Linked DNA regions of Oryzias latipes: region 2 is linked to region 1. Evidence: chromatin contacts called from public Hi-C data. All regions are on one chromosome and are shown on one strand. The core of a region is the stretch at or near the end of the contact, and the rest is flanking DNA. Distances in the headings are between cores, read along the strand shown. Region 1 overlaps lin28b (protein lin-28 homolog B). Region 2 holds the start of LOC101161208 (XK-related protein 5).

The links. A called contact is a pair of places that touch in the nucleus more often than the background predicts.
Region 2: a Hi-C map of gastrula embryo shows a contact between it and region 1, with 2.2 times the contacts expected there. The contact joins the promoter of LOC101161208 here to the enhancer-like site in region 1. A contact is called at or near these places in 4 of 5 Hi-C or Micro-C datasets (embryo and gastrula embryo).

Annotation. Positions count from the first base shown.
Region 1 is chr24:6,926,847-6,931,893 of ASM223467v1, reverse strand. lin28b (protein lin-28 homolog B) reads left to right here. Exons shown (of 5, transcript XM_011491588.3): 5 at 1-1,128. Among protein-coding and RNA genes, the nearest start is that of lin28b, 24 kb to the left of the region's middle. Within about 2 kb of position 3,048, at least 2 of the 8 cell types and tissues checked have an H3K27ac peak or open chromatin away from gene starts, as enhancers often do. A contact at or near this core is called in gastrula embryo, where this site is marked.
Region 2 is chr24:6,975,614-6,980,660 of ASM223467v1, reverse strand. It overlaps LOC101161208 (XK-related protein 5), which reads right to left and starts at 1,986. Exons shown (of 7, transcript XM_004083581.4): 1 at 1,733-1,986; 2 at 781-964; 3 at 439-623; 4 at 152-364; 5 at 1-21. The coding sequence starts at 1,868. prdm1b (PR domain zinc finger protein 1-like) reads right to left here. Exons shown (of 7, transcript NM_001278810.1): 5 at 5,036-5,047; 6 at 4,780-4,908; 7 at 3,685-4,645. The coding sequence ends at 4,088.

The sequences.
Region 1 (5,047 bases), core at 1,799-4,298:
ACATGTTTATACAGAATAGTATTTACATAGTACTTAAAACAGAAGAGGTTAAAGAATAACTTGCATTTGATCACAGTATTACAGTTCTAAGTGGACTGAGAGGATTCCACTACAAACTATTGAGTTAAAAACGGACATAGATTTTTTTTTTCAGCGTATAAATTGCTTTACTTTTTTATTAATGACTGATTTTATGGACTTCAGGGTTTAACACTACAAAACAATTGAATACAAACCCTAACATTGTATCAGAAAGTATCACAGGAAGTTAGAACAAATATTTGCATTTGCATTAATATCCTTATCCACATCTCTTACTAATCAAAGTGTGAACAAAATCCCCATGCGAACGAAAAAAAAAAAGTCAAAGTAGTCTTGCAGGCACCAATCAGCCCATTCAAAAAGAAAAACTTTATTAGCTGCTGTTTACAAATCATAAAATGTGAAAACTTTCCTTTCTAATAGATTCAGAGCAGAAATCTCACCTACAGAGATTACAATCAAAAGGTGCCCCCTTTAATGTGGCATATTACATTATAGAGAAAATTCTTATGTATGAGGAATGTCATATATAATTCAGTTTTTTTAATTTGAGCATTTATTAGATACAATAATAAACAAAATAATGATTCATTTAACTTTATTACCAATTTTTCTGTTTCTTTGGCAGTTTTTATCAAAAGACTTTTAATGCAAGTTACAGTTTTGCTCAGTTTTGAACACTAGTTATGTGAAAACTCGTAACAAAGCAGGATTAGCTTTGAAGTTTAATGAGAAATTAATTGATATGAATTTGTTTGGGTTTATGTGTAACTTGAGGTGAACAATGACTTTGTGATTCCGAACAGATTAGGGAAATGAACAAGGACAGCTCATTTAATTTAGGTTCAAATTAAAAATACAGGACAAATAGGTTCCCAGCTTTTTTAATTAAATTAAGTGTTTTGTAGAAGTTTGTGGTTAATGCAACTGCAAGTCTAAAGCAAGTAAACTAATAAGGGTCCCTCTTTACAGACAACCGTTACGCTACGCTTTTTGATCGATTGATTTGATTGATACATAAAAGATAATCAAATATTTTTGATGATTTTTATTTCCCCTAAATACCCTAACAGGAAATAAATATTTAAAAAAACAAAATAAAACAAATGAGAACCTTCCTTATCAATTTATTTTCAAGGGGACAGTCTAAAGGAAATGCTTTCTGAATTGCAATAAATTTTCCTGCAGTTTCATTTAAAGGCTGCTGTTTATTCCTTAAGAAATGACCTGTATTTACCTCAGCTGTATGGCAATATTCTCATGTATTGTGGAAATCCCAATTTGACCAAATAAGGCCTTCTTCTGCTTTTGACAAATTGACAAAATAAGTTGGGAGGGACAAATCCAAAAACCAGGAAGTTTTCTTTTCAATTCTGCCTGGGTTTTATGATAATCCAAGTGTTATAAAAACAATCAGAATGTAAAATAAGTGAAGAAAAAGTCTTAAGAATGCATGCGTTTTTCCAACAAAAAACGAAAGCTATATATTTGGACATCTGAATCAGACAGAGAAGGAAAGCTGAAATGCCTTTGGAGACAGACAGAATGTACTATGCCACGTTCCTGGTTAGGGAAACCTCAGCAGTCAGACTCACTGTTTTCTCCTGTGGTTGATCAGAGGATGACTGCAGACAGACTGGAGCTCACATACCTCAAACTGCTGCTTTTGACTGCAGCTCTGTGCTTTGCCTTGACTGTAAAAACAATGTAATCTAGGGGACAAAGATTTGTTGTGTTTATTCTTTTTCTTTAAGTGAAGAACATTCTTGGGACCTACATATTTCCGACTAAAAGGAGATACTGTACTTTGTTAGCCTCACATTTTCCATGTTTGCTTTGTCGATTTTATTGTGGCCTTAGAGGGTTTTCTGTGATTTTTTTTGTTTGTTTTTTGTTTGTTTTTTTGCGAGTTTGTATAGAGCCAAGCACTGATCGCTTTTAAATGGAGAAATGTTCTTTTATGTTCATATCACTTATTAATTTAGCCTCAGTATATGTGTCCTGCTTTTTGTATTATTTCTGTGAACTTTGGATTTTTAAATGTCTTAAACTTGATTGGAAAATGAAACTATTATATTGGCATTAAATGATGTATGATTACTAAAAGAAATGGATTATTGTGTCGCATTTAAAAGGCTGTAAATACAAGAATTTGTTTTAAGTACTTGGAAAAAATTCACAAGATCTGGTATAAATTCAATGTAATTAAAACATCACTACTAAAAGAAGTGTATTCATGTATCTGAAAGTTGATGAAATTGAATGACCAATTAAAAATATTTAAAATTTAAATTAGATTATTTTGTAATGCTAAAGCATAAGTAAAAATCAATAGACTGCAAAATTATTAATCCTTACATAGTTAAATACAAAAAACTGGAACATAAAAATGACTTAAAACTTAATCATTGTATTTTAAATAACATTTCTTTAGTTGTCTACTCATACATAAACTTTAGAATAATGTTTATTAAAACAATTTTCACAGTTGTTTTGCACAAGATTTTAAGGAAAAACATTTCATGACTTAATTTAGGCATTTTTTATATCAAATCAAATCCCCATTTATAGACTTTTCATACCTTTTAACACAAAGGGCAGTACACTAGACTAAATATAAAAAAAGCAAATGCATTCATGAAATGGAGACAAACAGTTTGACTATTACTTTTTATAATTAAAAAAAATGATCATAAATAAATAAAAATCAATGATTTTTTTAATTTATTTTTTGTTATAGGACTACATGAGATAATGGAGCATGTATGAATTTTAAATATGATGTAATAATAATAATATAGTAGTCTGAGATTAGAAATACGTTTTTATTATCTTAGAAAAGAAACAAGTCATTAAATGTGAAAACAAAATAATTTAAAAACTGCTTCTTCGTTTTTTTTGTGACTGATACTTTTTTTCTCCACACGGGGGCAACCTAGTGATACTAAACCCTGATTCTCCCTCAGGCCTGTGAAGGGCAGCCAAAACAGATTAATCACCTCAACACATCTGAGTCACCAAGACACTGGTGTTTCTTCACTGCCCTCTCTCTGTTGTCCTGCTCTTCTTCAACAGCATCGAGCCGCCTGTTTTATAACCAGCATTCTCCTCCTGTTAAGTACACCCAGGCTTTGAGGCTTCCATTTGTTTGCACTTTCCCTGATTTACTTACCATTTTTCTCCTGCAAAGCCCGTCTTTTCAAATATTCAATTTGTTGAAATGTCTTTGTGAAGGTCACCCATTTCTATGTGATAATAGAAGGAAGTGGCGATAAGGAGACGGGAGAATTGCAGGATAAGCGGCGGGCCTTCGCTGCAGCTATAACAGCAAAGGTGTTTTTTTTTTTAAGATGAGAGGGGCAGTGTGCAGGCCAACAAGAGGGCTAAAAACACCTTCTCTACTGTTTTCCCTATCCTTCATCCCTAAACTGCATGTTGACCTTTGTACCACTGCCTCCAGGCTGTATGCTTTAACCTTTCCAGTGAGATAGAGGGGGCTCTTGCACAAGGGGATGGAAGATGGATCACAACTGCTGTATGTTAATGTGACAGACAACAATACACACCGGCATTCATGCACTGTTTAAAGCCATGTCTTTTCTCACAGAAGCCTTCTCATCCCTCATGCGCACACTTGTACACGGATGCAGACAGCCTCCATAAAGATGTTCTCAGCATCAGCACTCTGGACTATTATATCTACTAGCACACCCTGAATTATTCATCCGTCATTAAAATGCACTACGAGTAATGATAGCTGGGAGTATGTTGCAGGGTATTCTTTTTCTTGAGTAAAACACAGGGGTCATTAGGAGTCATTTCTGGTCAATTTTGTATGATCAACCATGCTCCAGAGAAAGGCAGACAAAAAAAATTCCCATTTACTTTCTGTGCATTGGGAATTCATGTTGAAAGAGATCAAAGGGGACAGACAAAGAGATGAGGGAATCGACATCTTCTTGTCTCCATTTGGCTCCCTGTGAGGGGAGGAAAATTGCTTTAAAGCTGATACCTTGATGAAAGAAAAGGCATTATGCCTGATGTATTCCTCCAGAGGTGGAATCAACAGTATGAATGACTCAAAGGCAGATGGAGAGGGGAGAAACTGAGCATTTGTTTGAGAGAAACTAATGTGGGATTTTGGAGTGGAATGTGGGTACTGTTTGACAGCGGCGAACAAAACATGATTCCCCTGTCAGGAGAAGTGGTGGGTTCCACGCTCAACACTGTTATTTCCGTCGTGTGCACAAGTGGCACATTAGATGTCATCAGGCAGTGAGCTAATTTGCAATATCGGTCCAGGGATTTTATCAAACTGAGCACCAACAGCCAATCCGCGCTAAAAAAAAAATGTGATCTTGTGTCACAAACAGCGTTTTCTTTCCCCTGCCAAACAGGTTTTCTGCCAAACAGGAAATAACCAGAAGACCAGCACTGTTATTTCCCTGACAGAGCTGTCAAAGCATCTAGCCTACCATGCTAGTTACACACCAAGCAAATAGAAATGAAAACACTGTCAGTGAAAAGACTCATGGGGTAACGGAGATGCCAGGAGCAGGGTGAATCACTTAGCAATCTGTGCTCCTCCATTCTGCAGCTGCCACCCACCACCACACATCTGCCACTGGGAAAAAAAAACCAACGAAAACCAAATGAAACACATGACACAAAAGATCACTTCTTCAAATTGAAATTTATTTACCTTCTAAACATATTTTGTGTCCTGGGAGCGCCCACGTGACTGGAAGATACCTGCATGCAGGTGGTGAATACCTGTGAACATATGTTTTCTTATGCTGAAATCATTCCCTAATCTAAGTCAGATGAAATTATGTGTGTTGGGTCAGCAGCTCTGCCAATTTGTTTCGTGTAAAGGTTGCTCTGATTTGCATTTTTATGCTTAACTTACCATAACTTTAAATAATCAGGACCTGATGGGTCCGGCTGACTTCTGGATTTTGGCATCATCACTGCAGCACCTTGACCCTTTCCCTTCTCCTGTTCT
Region 2 (5,047 bases), core at 737-3,236, 50 kb before region 1:
AGGCCGTGAGCCAATGAAAACCTGAACACAAAATATGACTCCGATCAGTTCTTTTTCTTCGCAAAAAATCTCAGGTCTGATCAAAGGAGCAAATTAATCTGACTCAAAAGCAAACTGAGGAGAAATACTTTGATTGTAAATCTTGGATCACCTGCAACACCGCAGACCCACCAATGGAAGACTCTCGCAAAAAACATGAGGCAGGTCACCCTGGCACCCAGCATGCCTGCCCTCCACACCAGCTGGCACAGCAAGGCTGCAGGAGGCATGGCCAAGTGGCCAGGTCGTATAAGACAGCACGCTCTGCTGTACAGCACCAGTGCCCAGGAAACAGACAGCACGCATAAGCCACAGCAGTATGCCACTGAAGGTTAAAAAGAAGTATTAAACATTGTTTAAATGACCATACTCATCACCGTGCATCTAATATAGGTTTACCTGGCGATGTGATGCCCACGTCGGTGGACACTACAACGTATGCCTGCAGCAGGCTCTGAGGCAGTGTAAGGACAAGAGCCTCTAGAACCCAAAGAGCAGCAACATCTGCCTGCTGCATGACAACAACCCCAAGTTCAGACACGGAGCCTTGCCTGCGCAGAACAGACTTCATGCAATCCCAGAGCCTGCCAGAGGAGGGAGACATACACAACCTTAGAGCACAAATCACTTTACCAATGAGGTCTGATCCTCACTATAGGTCACCAAAGTGTGATTCTCACTGATTTAAATCCTGAATCATTTGTTTTGGTGCCAATCTGTATGAACGTGTGACTATTTTACCTTTTAAAGATGCCCAGGTGTAGGATGTGTATGACAGAGAGATAGCATCGCCTGTCGTCACCATCATCATAGTACCACTTCACACTCAGCAGCTGAACCGCTGTCCCCGGAAGAAAGAGCCCGAGTGTGAGGCCAGCCCACTGCGTCTCCTCGTTCCAAAGGTAAAACCCTATGCAGTAGATCACTGACTCACACAAAACAACAGACACAAACCGGTTTATGAATCCTAAATCATCCCAACCAGCATGTATTTATAAAGACATGTTGACAAATGCAACAAAACAAGGGTCCTGGTGAAATTAAAGTGCGCACGTGTTTCCAAAATATTTCCAAGAGACGAGATCTGAAGCATCTCTTGACCAAAACGTGTTTTCATGCAGCTTTTGAGTCCTTCACCAAAAAGGCCATCAGCACAGCATCTATACAGTGATCTGCAGAACATGGCCCATCCCTGTTCTATCCTGACCTTGCCTGACTGACCTGCAAATTTGCTGCAATGCTTATTTCTCAGCTTACATTTCACACATGTGTATTTATCACATGAATGAAATGTTAGATTGACTTCAGTAATTTTTTCTAATAGGAAAGGGTGTGGGTTGAGTAAAAAAAAAAGGTGGAAGGCATATAATCAATATGTGGAAAAATATAGTAATAGTATTTTTTTGTCCATCATGGGTGACCCCTGGAGGTCCCACAGTCCACCAGGAGTCAGCTGCATCCAGCTCTCACGCCTGTACCACCGCAACCTCTTTGATCCCTCTGATGATGCTGAAAGAGCTCCATCACTAACCAACGCTGTTTCCCCTCTCATCATTACCCCCCCTCCCCCCAAAAAAAACAACAACAAAAAAGCATCATATATTTTACAGGAAAAGGTTGTTTCAGTCGAAATATCATTTTGCACACCAGCAGCCAGGTTAGCATTCCGCTAGGAAAATCTATCCCCACTTACGAGCGCTCCGCTCGGCTACGATAACCAGCGCCGACACGCCGAACAGAACCGCGTGACACCACGCGATCCAGCAGCCGCTCCGCCGGGTGGCGGACGGCATCCTGCGGGCAACCGCTCCAGCAGCGGCGTTTATCATGCTGCGGTTACGTGGGGGGAAAAAAACCCGGCGATACCATCCTGAGCGTCCTCCACCCCGGGAACATCCGCTCCCTTTTTCCTCTTCTCGCGCTGCCAGCCCCCCTGTCAAAAATACGTGACGTCATCGGGAGGCTTAAAGAGGCATCAGCCATGCTTCCGCTCTGATGAAAACATGCACACCTGAAACTGATGCTTCTCATTCTTATCATATTTGATATGGAAATTAAAAAAAAAAAGTTTTTCTGTGTGAGTTTTTAACATGATCTTGTCACATTTTTCAGATGTTAATTTTAAGAAAATTAAGCATAAAATTGCATTTTAGAATATTTATCTATTGAAATCATTGTGAATTAGGAGCAGCCGGAAAATGCAGTTTGAAAAAAAGCTTATGTTTGATGTTGTAAACCTCCTGGTTGGCTTTCTGCTCCAAGCTCATAGGGAAGGGGGGCGGGGTTGCTTCATGCCACATAGGTCTAAGTTGTGGCCAGGTCCTGGCCACAACTTAGAGGTTAAAATTAAAGTCCCATTAGCTGTCACGCACCTATGTGTGTGTGACATTTGTTGTACACATCTGACCCATCCCCGTTGGGGAGCGGTTTGCTGCCAGGAACCATTTGGTGGTTTGGTGATTTAACCCCCCAATCCAACCCCTTGATGCTCAGTGTCAAGCAGGGAGGCATTGGATCTTTGGTATGACTCGACCTGGATTTGAATTCACAGCCTTCCAGACACTTTGCCATAAAGCCACTGAGCTGGTAGAGGTGAATTTCTAATGAACTACTGCCGCTCTGCAGAAAATAGGTTCTAAACGACACTTTTTTAAAATGAATTTGACTAAAAAACAGCCTACAGTAATCATAATTAAAAGACCACTGGGAACACACATAAAAAACCAAACGTTTTTAGAGTGGGACTTCAAGATTTTTTATTTATGTGCAACTTCTTTACCTTCCTCAATTTCTCACTCAGTTCTTTCTCAGTATGTTGGGCCTTATTTTTGTTTAACAGTGAGCCTTCTTTTTAGCAGATGTTTGTTTCTTTCCTTTTTTAAAAACTGTGGGAGTTTTCTTCCTAATTATACATTTACAGCGCTTTTTCAAAATGTTAACTACTAAATAATTAGATACAATCTGTCGGTTGCTTGTACAGACTTTGCCTTTTTCACATGATCTTTGCTTTGTTATAGCGGTGTGTTTCATCCATACTGATCTCATTTCTTCTGTCATCTGTTTTCATCTCGAGATGATGCAGCAGAGCAGCTTGAAGGCACTCTGTGACCTGATCTTCAGTGTATCATCAGCCGTGAGGAGACATGTTCTTTTGTTGTCAACGGTTGGGCACTTTGAACCTTTTGCCACCTGATACCCTTTAAAGTTGTAATGTGAGTATCACAGGAGGTTGCAGCCCAGTCACAGTGTGAGTCTGTCCTTCTACCACAGTGAGGTGTGCAAGATCTGGAGCAGTACTTAACCACACATCTCTACAATGTGCACATTATGCTAAAATGAGAAATTTTATCAATACCTTCCTTAACTAAACATTATAATGTCAGACATTAAACCCAAGAGACGTATTGCTACCTATTGGCGCTGTGTGGTTTGGTATTGTCTTTCCAAATTAATCATATCTTTATTGCTCAGTGTAGTTTTATGTGTTGATACCAACTAGAGGGGACTATTCGAAGACTAATATAAAGGTTTTTCACATAAGCGAAGCATGCTTGCACAAAGGAAGCATAAATGTAATGCACGCACAACTGAGGTTTCCTCTGTGTTGTCACTACCTTTAAGTCCGCTTTCACAACACACATTAAATAGATGCTGTCACTTTAATCAGACAACAAAAATACACACAAAGAAACTCTCAGTCTCACACAGTGAGACCACAATTACATATAATAAATGTTTGGGTATAAATCTTGTTTAGTTGTCATTTCAGCAAAACGGTTCCTGAGATGCAAGAAAAACAGTAAAAAAATATTGCAATTCTGTGCTTTTATACATGTTAGATTAAAATTAGCAAGAGAATAAATAGACACAAAAATGTAGACTACATCAGGCGAGGCTCAGCCTGCTGTTTTGACCTTTTATGATCTGCAGTCCCTTTAATAGGCCAGCCGATCCATGATTGAGGTAAGGCTTTTCTCCGGATAGGGCAGTAATTCACAGCTGTCGAGCTGACCTATAAGGATTATTTGGCCAGATTAACAGGACATCTTTAAGTCTCTGAAACACAGCCGGATTCCAGTTTGATTCTTGAGGGATTCAGACATAAGGGACTAATTCGGTGGAGCTGACCCTCGCAACTCTTTTTTGCCGATTTGCAGAGGCTTAACTCGGTCTCCCCTTCCACTCCCTCCAGGTGACTTAAGACTCCAGTTTGTATCTTCTTTATCAGGTCAAAAATATTCCCCCTCTCCATATCTATCCCTGCTGACAGCACTTCAAGCTGCTCGGCGGCCTCGCTGCTGTCAAATCTTTCTATCTCACAGTTAAACCGATGTAGTTCCTCTGGCGAGTATCTGCAGGAAGCTGAGGGTGAAAGAGGGCAGAAGCCTTGAAGGTGCACCTGCAGGCTGCAGTAGTGGAGAAAGGCACAGGAACAGTGAGGACAGCGGTGGAGTCTCTCCCCAGTGTGCAGGCGTTTGTGGAGCTTGAGGTGGATGAACTGAGTAAACCTGGCTGGGCACAGCTTGCACTGGTAAGGCCTCTCACCGGAGTGAAGCCGAAGGTGGGTCTTCAAGTTGCTCGTGCTGCTGAATCGCTTATGGCACACCTGTTTTAATATTTAGCAGAGGAAAATGTATATGAGAGAAAGTCTTTTGGTACTAGTGTCTGCATTTTTATGGCACGTGCAGAACGTATTGGTCTTCTTCTTGGTTTTTAAAGGAGTTAAATGTGTTGCCTTACTTTGCACTCATGGGGCTTCTCTCCTGTGTGAACCAGGTAGTGTTTTTGCAGGTGTGCCAGCTGAGTGAAGTTTTTGTTGCAGGTCTGACACTTGAATGGGCGCTCTCCACTGTGCACTCGTAAATGAACCTGGAGGCAGCATATTGGAGTTCAGTATTCATGAGGTTTTGCAAAAAACATTTAATGCCAATTAATATCTAAATCTTCTGGATGCCACTTATCTCTAACTTGATTTTTACAATGAAAATGAACTCACCTTGAGGTTGGA